Linked DNA regions of Mus musculus: region 2 is linked to region 1. Evidence: chromatin contacts called from public promoter capture Hi-C data. All regions are on one chromosome and are shown on one strand. Each heading gives the region's core, a stretch centred on a gene start, on an enhancer-like site or on the middle of the called end of the contact. The rest is flanking DNA. Distances are from core to core; before and after follow the strand shown.

Region 1 (6,639 bases), core at 737-3,236:
ACAGAAATACTTTCACAGTTTGCAGCTACATGTTCATTCTGGTTGGTGTTGCTTTCCCGGGAACAGTTCTCAAAGTGAAAGGACGTGTCTCTTACGGAAGCGACTGGGTTCTTCACAATGAAGGGGTGAAAGCTGAAAAGAGCTTTGGATTTGGCATGGAGCTTAATAAGATAATTAAGAGTGTGGAGATTAATGGCTCCTAAAATAAGATTCAAAATAATGTTTTTTAAACTAAAGAATCATGAAACATGAAAACAGGTTTATCAATATTAATTAAGCCTTTGGAAGTTGGCTTTCTAATAACAAAGGAGGAAGAAGAGCTATTCTGCAAATAATTAGTGAATAATAACCGATAAAGTCAATAAAACATTGCTTCAAATATTATCTTTATATTAGGTCTGGGTAACTGTTAATCCTTTCATAATATAACTGAAAAGAAGACAGAATTAACCAGCTGTATAATATTTCTCTTTGTTTATCCTTGATGTTTATGATATCATGAAATATAATTTTAAAATCATAACAATTATGCTAAAGTTTTCTTCTCATAGCTAATATTATCATGCCAGTTCTTAGTATGAACATTGTAATCTTCATTGATACACACTGCATATCTCAAAACGTTTTTTTCTTTTTAGAGATTTTCTTGCATGTTTAGAAACATTGTTTAGTAAAGAAGTTTTTAAAGGGGGCATATCATTTAACCCTCTACCACTAAAATAGGAAAAGCTGCATTTTGTTACAAGACGTTGACTTGCTCAGCAATTTCCTTCTACAAATAGAGAAAATAATTAGAATGCAATGTATTCACCTGCCGAGCCAAAGCAACTCTGAACTTGAAAGCAAGTTTGTACAGACTTTCCCCACCACAACAGTGAAGGGCAACTTCCAACGCTTCCCAACTGCTCTAGGGCAAATTCTTTTTCCTTGTATTTTTAGAAGTAGAATTATTAAGGAACAAGCTATTTTTTTTACTTCGCAACGGAGAATCCGCTCTGTTTATTCCCATCTCTCCTCTACTGAAACCGGCATGAAAAGAAATTTTATTTAGCATTATATGGATGCATTTTTGAAGCAAGATCTCTTTTTAGAACTTCGAGAAATTTCTTCTTTTGCATTTAAAATTAGGAGTCACAGAAAAGGTTTTACTTTCCTTACTACTACTGATTCCCAAGCCCGTTTCTCCACAAAATATATTACTGGACACAAAAATCAGAGATAACACACACTACTGTCTGCCTAAAACTTCTGTGAACAACCAAAGCAGGAGCTTATGTCTATAGAGAGTTTTCTTATTCCAGTTTAGTGTCTACGCTAATCACGATTAGAGTAAGAAAGCAAAAGAAAAAAGTGTAAAGTGGGTAATGAGTTAATAAGAACAAATTGAAACTGCAAGGAGTCTAATTTATGGAATAGAAAGCGTAAAAAGAAACAAAAAAAAAGTTATACCTGGTATGAAAGTGCGGGTTCACCAAGTGCAATGTACTGCTCTTAGGCCATTGTTTTTTGAAATAATAACAAAAATAAATAAATAAAAGAAAGAAGGGTCATAGATTTGTGTTGCCTTCCAAGCTGCTTAACGAAGCCCGATGTCTCAGGAGTTAGACAAACCAAAGTTTGCTTTTTTGGGTTTGTCTCGGTTTGCATTTTTGGTTTGTTTTTGTTTTCACGCAGGCATTCCGCATCATTATCAGTATTTTTCAGCACTCTGGCGAATACTGAGAAGCTCAGGGTTTTTGTTTGGTTTGGTTTTTTGTTTTTGTTTTGGATTTTTTTTTTTTCTGTTTCTTCTGGGCTCCCGGTATTTCTCAGAGAAGGAGGTCCAGAGGGCTTGTCTTCATTCTCTTCCTTCTCCATATTCCAGGCACAAAGCACTGCGCAGAATCTGCACCAATCGTTGCCACCGACTGGCAGCAGAATGGTAGAAGGTGGGAGAGTCCCGGAATCCTTCCAGGCTGACTTGAGAAACGAGGACTGCACACGTTCGTCTCCCGAACCGAAGGGGTGAAAAGGCTGGGTGCCAGTTTGCTACTCGGCTGCAATGATCTCATGCTCACTGCTCTGTCGTCCTGTCCGACCAGTTCAAATGCCTGTTCATTATAAACCAAATACATACATACATAAATAACCCAAACTACTTGAATTCTTCAGTAACCAAAAGAAGAAAAAAAAAAGGAAAAAGAAAAGATATTAACATAAAAATTAAAAAACAAAACAAAACAGCAGTCAGGAAAGGTAAAAAAAAGAAAGAAAGAAAAGAAAACAAAAGAAAAAAAGCACATACAATTTAGGATTCACTTGTTATGCCTCAATATTCTGTTATTATTTTCCTTTTCTCTCTCTCTTTAGAGATAAGCAGCCGAATTTATCAGGCGTGAAAGGGACAGCCTCCTGGTGGCCTGCCAAAAGCCCAGAATAAAGACGAGGTTGTGCTTCAAAGCTCAGTTGCTTGCTGAGACTGGCTAAAGTCAAGTCTTAAGATCCACCATTTTCTGATCCTTGCTAGAAAAGAAGAAAAAAGTCAGGGCCGTTTGCTGCTTCCAAGTCTCCGTTGGCACCATCACAAAATCTCAGTCGTCAGGTCACATGATTCTCTGCCAAATGTAGAGTGAGGCATTCCCATCAACCATTCTGCTGATACTGCGAAGGCAGCTATTGTCTCGTTTAGACCCAAAGTTCAGCCCACTCTTCATTGAATTAGCTGAAAAACGCATCACCTTTGGGGGCTGGGAGTCATGGAAACGTCTACCTGGCAAGCTGCCCACTTTTTCTGCCCATCAACCAGAGATGGGATTGTGCTGCTTAACGCAGTCATGACTTGGAATGTGAAGAGTGGTCCAAAGTGAATCTCATTCTTACAACGCCTGTTTCATTTGCACAGAAAACTCTGGCTCATAGGAGAGAGGGAGAGGGAGGGGAGGGGGAGAGGGAGAGAAGGAGGGAGAGGGAGGGAGGGTGAGAGAGAGAGAGAGAGAGAGAGAGAGAGAGAGAGAGAGAGAGAGAGAGAGAGAGAGAGATCTTTCCTACAAAAAATTAGCAAATAAAGGTCTGAACATGCTTACTTTGCAACTTTGTTTCTCAACGCACCCGAATGGTTCTCAAACCGGAAGACTGAATGCCCTGCCCTGCGAGTTTTCGTCATTAAAGGCATATCTGTTTTCTTGTCTTTCTTTCTTTTTTTTTTTTTTTTGTAAACGCAACAAGCCTAGCACATTTGTTTTATTCTCCCACTTTAAGACTTTGAAACAAAACCAAACCTCCCAGTTTTCCTTTTTGCATTTTTATTACTTTCTGATTTTTATCTAGCACCAATTTTGTGCTACATGGCCACAATATCCACTAGCAACAGAGATGCATTATTGCTACCATCTCCAACAAAGTGGTCCCTTGAGAGGATGGGGTGTCTCTTCCAGCAGGCAAACCCCTGCAATTGGGTCTTGCGATAATCCCCATCACTACCTAGCACAGCTGCTATGCAAGTTTTCGGAGATTGACACATGTGAGAAGTGTTCTTTCTGTTCTCTGACTGGCTGCGGGTTGCCTGTGTGGCATGAAAGATGCCTTTGAAAGATTCAGGGAGCATATCAACAGCTCTTAGGCAATAAAATGAACAGCTTCCCCCTCCCTGGTGAATTTCCATTCTAGCATGCAATGAGATTTTTTTCCCATGTACAAACATTTCCATACTTCCTAACAAGAGTGGAGTGAATTCAATCTTTAAATATTCCCTTAAGCAGAATGTTAAGCCAAGTAGCAGAGCAAGCATCGTTAACATATAAGTCAAAATTCAGAGGACAATGCAGAAGACCTACATTTTCATACATGATTGAAAAATTTGTAGTGATTGTATATTAAAGTCACTTATGTTTGTAGTAAGTCTAGAATTATGTTCATTGCCTTATCTGAGTAATGGATCCATGTCCCTCTCCAGGAATGCACATATATTAAATATTATTTGATAGTTAAAACACGACTTGCCTAAACATTATTTGTGAAAGTCAGAACTCGGAAACATCCCATCAATGGATTTAAAGGTTATTATCTTATTCACGAGGTCACTTTAGGAGCAGTAAGGGGTGAATATCACATGCCCATATGGGAAACATCACAAAATCCGGCCTGTCTGTAATTGAAAACTGCACGAAGTTCTACACAGTAGAACTTGACCTTAAACATGTGCTGAAGTTTGCGATTGTTTTTCTCCTAGACTGAAAAATCCTGGGCAACGTTTTCTAGAGTCTTAACCACAGCACTAAAGAGTGTTGGGTAGGGAGAATTGTACAATGCATATTTAAAGCCCTGTATGTTCAGGATGCACAAAATAGGTGACAGACATAGAATGAGAAGTGTAAATTTGTAGTGACCGTTCAGTTATGCGGCAATTAAGCACTAGTGTTTGATAGGTTTTACACTGGGTATAGGGGACTAGCGCTAGAGACTCCTATGAGGTGTCATTCAGTAAATACTTTTAAATAAGAAAAGCCCGTGGTAAAGTAGCTAAGTTGGTATCCAGAGGAAATTTATTAAGGTGAAACTCTTTATGAAACAAGCAGGAAGATATTGAAGAACAGAAAGGAAATGCATATTAAATATAAATTACCTATGGAAGTCTTTCCTCAATCCGAACTATTCCCTTTCAGTAAAAACTCATTAATTAGGTTTTCACAATTTTATGTTTAACTTCCATAAATTAACTGATATAAAAGTTGTATGGTGGCCTCGCAATTCCAAATGAAAGAAACAAAGAAAAAGAAAGAAGCAAACTTTTGTGTTTAAGAGCATGGAATAAATATTTTTATTTAAATCTTCTATTAAATACCACCAATATATCCCAAAGAATATGTATAAAACAGATAGAAAGAGACTGTGACAGACTGAGGACTGGCATGCCCATAATTCCCTTCACCTTTTGACTGGTGTTTGCTGGTTTGTTTGTTTGTTTTCAACTCTTTGGTTTTTGTTTGTTTTTCAGTCATGGCATCAGAAGAACAGTGGCCCACAGGGACAGTAATTATTGGGACAATACTGTTTTAATTTTTCTTTCCACTTTGTTTTTTTTTCAAGACAGGGTTTCTATGTGTAGCCCTGGCTATCCTGACACTCACTGTATAGGCCAAGCTGGCCTGGAACTCAGAGATCTGTTTGCCTCTGCCTCCCAGGGTCTGGGTTTAAAGCCATACACCACTATTCCCCAGGAAGGAAATTGCCATTTTCTATAGCCAAATACCACAGAAGGAACTGTAGCTGAATTCTAACCCACACTTAAAAATATCAGCTTGAAAGCCAAAATGCTGCCAAGATAAAATAAAGAGTCCAGATGTTCTTTGCCCAACATCACTGGAATAGTATAAGACAAGTCTAAAGAAGAGTTAATTAAGGTGGCTTGGAGGGAGGGGAAATAAATGAAAACAAATGTAATCACACACACACACACATACAAACACACACACACACACACACACACACACACACGCACACACTCACACATGCATAAACACTCACAAAGATGCCGTGGGAGAATGCATTAGTTTTAGGCTAATACAATCTGGAGTTTAAAATAAATAGATAGATAAATGATAAAAAAGAAATTAAAGAGTTAAAATAGTTTTAAAGTTTCTAATAAATACATCTTTGAAATATAGAAAAAAGGTAAATGAAATAAAAATATAAGCCTAGAAAACAAACCTCAGAACATTAACAACTGAAATAACACAAGGAGTGATACATTTGTTTAAATATCGATTAATTTTAAAACAAGATTTTGTGGTGGAGTTTAAGTTGTTCACAAATTCCTGTCTCCCTGTCCCTATCTTCTGACTAGTGGTGTTTCAAGAGTGAGGTGGGTTTTGGATTTTTATTTGTTTTTTTTTTTGTTGTTTGTTTGTTGTTGTTTTTGTTTTGTTTTGTTTTTGTTTTTGTTTTTTGCTACAATACGCTCAAAATACACATCAATTGACAGAAAATTAGAGTGCTATTTCCAAGTACTTTAACAGTACAATATGTGTTTAAGTAACCCATGGGTTACAGAGGACGTGGTAAGCAAGACAAACAAAAGGAAACCATAACATATTGAGGAAAAGAAAGAAAAACTGGAAATGTAAAAAATTATCAGATGCCTTTATGGTAGTGTTCAAAAGGAAATTAATCATAGTAAGGGTATACATTGACAATACCTCAAATCTGTCCTCCACACTCTAACCTCAAAACCCATAATGATAGCCTAAGCAGAGATGGGAAGGAGACTTGAATATAAACAAATGAATTTAAAAACAGAAAGAAAGTCAATGAAATAACATTTGGGTTCTTTTATGGTACTCATAAAGTTGACAGAAGTCCTACAAGACTAGAAAGCCAGAAGATCCATCAGTATTATAACGGAAGCAAGGGAGTCATTCCAGTTATCAAGAGATAGTAAGGAAATTTATAAACCATATGAAGATGAACTGGGCATCTCTGTTAAAACAGGTCAAGTTTTTACAATATTTTATTTGTGCGTACATGTGTATGTGTATGCATATGAGCGTGTGCAGGTCTACGACATTGAACTCCCAATCCTCCTGCCTTCTTGAAAATGTAAGAATTATAAGCATTCACCCCACATTTATTTTTGATAGAGTTTTACACACACACACATACACA
Region 2 (6,076 bases), core at 2,292-4,791, 93 kb before region 1:
TAAATATAGAACATCACACAATATGCTTCTCCCTGTTAAAAAAAACAAACAACAAACTGGTGATAAAGAAGTCATTGTTCATAAATTATGCCGTTTTTCATGTTGATCCTAAGATACAAATCTTTTTGTTTCTGGCACAGTTATTTGAGAACGAGTTAAATCCTTTGAGTTGCCTGTACCAAAGAATAATGGTCCAAACAGAATCCATGCAGTGATGTGGGATTTAATTTCAGGGTAGTTAAAGTACTTATTCTATGTTGATGTGTAGGGAGGGTGCGTGCATGGGTAGGTGGGCACATACATGTGTGTGACTGGAAGTCAGAGGTCAATGTCTGATGTCAACCCAGAGGCACTGTTGTGGTTGTTCCAACAATGTCTCTCAATGGGCCTGGAACTAATTGAACATTGGGGATCACATTCAATTCATTATACTTATGGGACAAACATTCTGCTGCCTGTGCTGTCTCCTAAGCCTTCAAAATGCATATTCTTGAAGCCTGTTACCCTCATTTCAGACTTGGGATGGGTTGGAAGGCACTTCAAGTTGATTCTTATTAATTGTGGACCAAGAAGTGCTGCCTTGAACATTCTTTATCTCCCCTCTCATTTCTAGGCACGCTGTTCCAACTGAGTCCTATCTGATAGAAAGTATTACACCTTAGAAAAAGGTCTCAGACTCTCTTCAATTATAACCCCGCCATTTTAATTCTTACAACATCCCTCTAAAATTAAATTAAAGCCATTTGTTGTGGGGGTCCATGATGTTGAACTTCTAGTCGCATGCAGCTAAGTAATAAAATCAAACCCCGAAACCCGTTTTTCTTTTCCTTATCCTTCATGCTTTTTCCAATACTTTGGACACATCTCTACTGGTGGTCTACTGTTTAAATACATTTGATCCAGATTTTAGTTGCTGAATCAATTATCTCTCTCACCTAAAGACTGAACACTTATAGTAGAATTTCTTGAGACTGAACTTCAACACTGGGAATCTTCAAGTTTCTATATTGTTTCTATTACTATAAACATAACACACATTTTAGCAATTCAGAACTTGCTAATTTAGCATATACTCATGCCCCAAACACTCCATGAAGAGCACAGCCAGCAATAGTTTTTGGCTCCTCGCTTCCAGAAATTTAGAGTTTATTTCACTTACATTAGCTCAGTTCTTGTAACCTCTGTTTCCTTAACATCCCCAACACTGTCTGGTAATTAATATTTTTAATAAGCAAGTAACAGATACACACATGGTGTAAGTGGTTTTTCAAGACTAGGGGCATGTGATGGATGCAATTACGAAAAGCCTTAGTGTAGTCAATATGATTTGAAACGGAAAGGAAAAAATTAGAAAAACTGCCAGAAGATACCCAAACTGAAAGCCAGCAGAGATCAGGATGTTCCTGGGAACCTCACACATTCAGTAAAGACATGCATATCCATTACGGAGAAAGAGTGTGCTTCTTTCAGGTTGCTAAGTATCGAGAATCCTAAATGCAAGCTCTTTACACATTAGAAAAAAATGTTTTATGAATAAAAATCTACGCAGCCAGCCATGAAAATCAAACGTAATCGAATCCATCTGCACACATGAAGGTAACATCTAATTTTGTGGCAACTGAAGAGCACTGGGGTCTCAAGAGAAAAAGAGAGAAGAGTAGAAATAGCATGGACTGAGTGTATGTTTGCCAGAGCTGTGCCAAGTGCCTGGACTTTGGCGGATAGGAAACTATACAAGACTTGCTGAATATAAATACAAGTTAAACGGGGTTAGTATACATTACGCTTGTTTTCATAATAAGTATATATTGGTCCTATTTTTCAATATGAGCCTAATCATTCTTAATGTACTCATCTTTGAAAGATTAACTTTATGTGTGTTTTAGAAGAAAAACTATGACTAAGAAGAGTGGGCATCTTTATTAGGAAACTGTCATTTTTAAAGAACTGTGTATGCATATTTTTGACCACACTGTATTCAAGTCTGGTCCATCAGAGGTCCCACAGAGGGCATTACATCCCATGCAACTGGAGTTAGGGAGAGTTGCAAGCTGCTATGTGGGTTGGATGTTGAGAATCACACCCAGGTCTCCTGGAAGCACATAAGTGTTCGTAACCACTAAGCTAGCTCCTAAGCTACTATCTTAGAGCTATAAGATTAGCTAAAATTTACCAAGTATTTTCTTTTTTTGTCAGTCATAAAAATGCACTGAGGCCAACAGGGCTTATTCTACACTTGGTAAACTGTTACAAGATGTTTTGGGAATCTACAGACCAGTCTCAGTTTAGTTTGTGCTGTAAGATTCTAGAAAGTTTGATTTTTCAGTCTTTTAGGAATTTAACAAAGAAAGGAGAACTTGACTTCAGTCATTCAGAGAAAATAGACACAAAATTGTTAAATTATAAACTGGAGCAATTGGGATGAGGTCATAAAAGAAATAAAACAAATTGCAGTGAGATGGAATTTTCTTTAAAGGCACATAGATTTAATAAGTTTTAATAAGGATTTAATAAGGTCTTCAAGCCTGAACAACATTGTTTAGGAATATATTGTGAATAGAGCTTTCACTCTCTGAAATAAGGATTGGTGGGTGCTCACTTGCAGATTTTCTGCTTCCAAACGTTTGCGGATTAGCTAGTCATGTGCTTCATTCATTTCTCTGATGCCATAAACACTACCTTGTCTAAGGAAAACTCTTGGAGTATCATTATCTATACTAATTGCTCTCATCACATATACAAGAATCTGAAGTTACACATTCTAAAATGTGGACAATGATGATTGTGCCTGTATATCGAGGAACACTGAATTTACCAGAGAGAAAGTGTATGATGACTAAGTACTCTGGAACAGCAGCAAAGTGAAAGAAAGTTTGCCAGAAACCAAACCAATTCATGGAAGCATATACACACTTTTTCTTTTTCTGAGGGCTGTTCAATAAGATAATGATAGGATAATACTGAGAAGAGAGACTCGGATGAGCCTGTCCACTCTTGGCAAACACTATCTCTAATAAACCATTAAGAGAGTGGTTTATTATTATTATTGACCACATTATGTTTAAGCCTATATATTAGGTATAATTAGATAGAGATTCAGTTTATACATAATGATCAGCCTAGGGTATTTCTGAACTGATCTATTACTTATGAGTTTTATGAAATAATTAATATATATGTATGTATGTATGTGTATTTGTGTGTATGATTCTTCAAGCTGAAACTAATATTCTGTCTAAAAACATAAGCAAATTTGGATTATCATCTCTTAAATGAGGAAAAAGTTGGAGATTTTTATGGTTGTGCCTATGTCCTCAAAAATATTCAAAGGTGACCAAATTTAACCATTCTTCTTGCAACTACAATGACAACATTTTCTACTAATCTATACTCTAATCCTTTGTCATTTCTCTTTATGTCTGTGTCCTGGGGTAGAACTAATCTCCCTGATCAGTAAGGCACCCTCTTCTCCAGCCAGAGTAGGCCACTCCCACCCAAACTATGGTGCAAATGCCAGTGAAAAGCAAAACAAGAAAGATGGGGTGAGGATCCTTTCCCTATGTCAACAGACTTCTTGGAAATCATTCTATTTCTTTCCCCTGTGTGCCAGATGGAACTCAGTCTCATCCACGCTATAAACTATCGCTGAGTTACATGTATCCATAACATCTGAGAACTGTTTACTATGGTATTACAGATATAGGACAATCTGTACCATTTTAGCCATTTAGAACAGATCACTCAGGAGGATTAACTGTGTTCTTTCTGTTGGGAAACCATCACCATTTTAAAAAAAGAGTGTGCTTACTCCTTCTGGAGTTGACATGATTGCTGGTAAGCTTTCTTTTTCTTTTCCTGCAGTTGCTCTGACACACTTAGTAATCCAGTTCTTCTCTACAAGTATTCTGTAGCCATGCTTACGTCAGTGTGTGTAACTAGTAGATATATATGACTAGATCAGGAGTCTCGTTTTTGTGTTGTCTTGAACACTGGGGCAGAATGAGTAACAGCACAAGACCTTGGACCTACTGGTGTGTCATGAGATGCCAGCTGCATAGTCTTGAGCAACTAGAAGGCTAGGTTGTACCAATCCTCTGAGCAGGTCACCTAAAGTTCATGCAGAATTCCAATTTCATAGCTTGTCCTACAATATAGACTGTTAAGGATGTTATCAATAACTACCAAAGACAAGCTGAGCTGAAAATAACAGCTTATTATTTGGTTAGCTGAGTGGCCCAAGATCAAGGTCTCTGTAATACAATGTTTGATAGCCACCACTCCCTTACTTATAGTCATCTTATTTTAACTACACAGGAAGAAGGGAGAATCAGGTACTATTGGGTCTCTTTCATATGAACACTAATCCCATTCATGAGGTTGCTACTCTTGTCTGTGACCTCATCACCTCTCAAAGAATCCACTGGCTAACACCAATAACACTGTTCTTAATTGTAATAGACATTGCTTTCTTTATATAGGTGGACATGGGAATGGTTACAAAATACTTACTAGGGCACTAGTACGAATATAAAATAACACAAATATAGAAAGGACATTGTACATATCTAATTATCCATATAGTAATCTCCACCAAAAGAAATGTCTGGCATGCTAAAGTTGAAGACAGGTATATACAAGAGTGCTTAACGATTAGATTACTTAGGCTTTTAATTGAAAATTTAGGTAGAAATCAAACCCATAAGAATGGGTCCACATTTTAAAACATAAAAAAGGGGGAGACTTAGATGGGATATCAGGCCTCCTCCACAACACATTCTTATCCTTCCCAGTGATTGACACCTGCTTCTTTCTATTTTGCATATAGCCTTTGCTTGAGATCAACAATCATCGAGTATACAAACCTTCAGAATGTGTTTCTGGGAGAGTTCTTTCCCAAGACTGTTTTCCTGTAGTTACACCAGTCTTCACTACATGAAGTCAGAGACACTCTTACCTTGAAAGACCCAAGCTAGTTCTTCTCCAGACCTTCTAATGTATACTCCTGTCATAGGAATAGTACAGGGAATACACTCTGAAACTGAATTTATAACGTTTGGTGAGCTTTAAGAACAGGGATTTAACTGAAACTCAGAAGTGAGCCTAATGTCTCTCTGCCTCACAAAGGCCAAAGCTGGGCACATGATATACTGGTTTCAGACAATTTGGCAGGAGTCCTGTGAGAAAATACTGTATGCCAGGTTCATGCTCGCTTGTTCACAATTTCATAATCTAGTTCTCTGAATGAAAAGTATCTAACTAAATGGGAAATGCTGTAGAAAGACAAGCGAGAAGGTTTAGGAGGGATTTTCGCTTTTAGGGACGCCATTCCAGAATCACGGGAAGATTACTTGCAAAGCCAAGTTTGAGAGTGAGACATACAGTTCTGGGTCTACAACAACTTCTGACAAGATTTCACACACTGTCAGAAAGGTTCTTTTCTCTTGCTTGGCTCCCCTGCAGTAGGAGTGGGGACAAAGCCAATGCCCCAACCTCCTTACACACAGGGAGCCACTTTGACCCAGTTCCAGAAGCCCAAGGGCTGTCCTTAATTAGCATTGTAATTTATATTGCACAATTATGCAAATTGGGTACATAAACAAAATTATCCCTTCAGTTTGGCTTCGCTGTTCGAGAAATGCAAAGCCACTACCCGATAAGAAAAAAGACAACTGCACACATTTGCTTTGATGCAAGGCATTGCTTTTTCATTTGTCTTTTCTTTGTTTTCCTCTTTTGCCTTCCCCTTGGGCTGTCGTTTTATTTCCTTTCCTCTGTGTTGGGTTTTCTTTTTTTTTCCTTTTATGATGTTTATTTCTTCCTTTTTCTATACTTGGCTCTTTTCCTTGGGAAATTTTCTGTCTCATTAATTCTCCTGCTGCGATTCACAACCATTTGGGTCATTCCTTTGGTTTGTGATATGATTGCTATCTACCCATAGTTTTCTTTTGCTTTCTTTTTTTTTTTCTTTCTCAACATTTCTCCTTTCTGTTGGCATTCAGTCTACATTGTGCCATTCTCCCCAAGCTTGTCTGACATTCTTTCTATAGCCTAGCAATGCTCCTTGCTGGCTATCTAG

The links. Capture Hi-C pulls out chosen DNA fragments and counts their contacts.
Region 2: a contact with region 1 is called in a promoter capture Hi-C map of adipose tissue. The contact joins two enhancer-like sites. A contact is called at or near these places in 1 of 39 promoter capture datasets (liver), 2 of 484 Hi-C or Micro-C datasets (brown adipocytes and muscle stem cells), 2 of 115 datasets of contacts at active chromatin or transcription factors (astrocytes and heart atrium) and 1 of 9 other capture datasets (adipose tissue).

The regions. Positions count from the first base shown.
Region 1 is chr16:77,590,073-77,596,711 of GRCm38.p6, reverse strand. No RefSeq gene overlaps it. Among named protein-coding and RNA genes, the nearest start is that of Mir99a, 5.5 kb to the left of the region's middle. Within about 2 kb of position 1,986, at least 140 of the 459 cell types and tissues checked have an H3K27ac peak or open chromatin away from gene starts, as enhancers often do. A contact at or near this core is called in adipose tissue, brown adipocytes and muscle stem cells, where this site is marked.
Region 2 is chr16:77,685,191-77,691,266 of GRCm38.p6, reverse strand. No RefSeq gene overlaps it. Among named protein-coding and RNA genes, the nearest start is that of Mir125b-2, 42 kb to the right of the region's middle. Within about 2 kb of position 3,541, at least 22 of the 459 cell types and tissues checked have an H3K27ac peak or open chromatin away from gene starts, as enhancers often do. A contact at or near this core is called in adipose tissue, brown adipocytes and muscle stem cells, where this site is marked.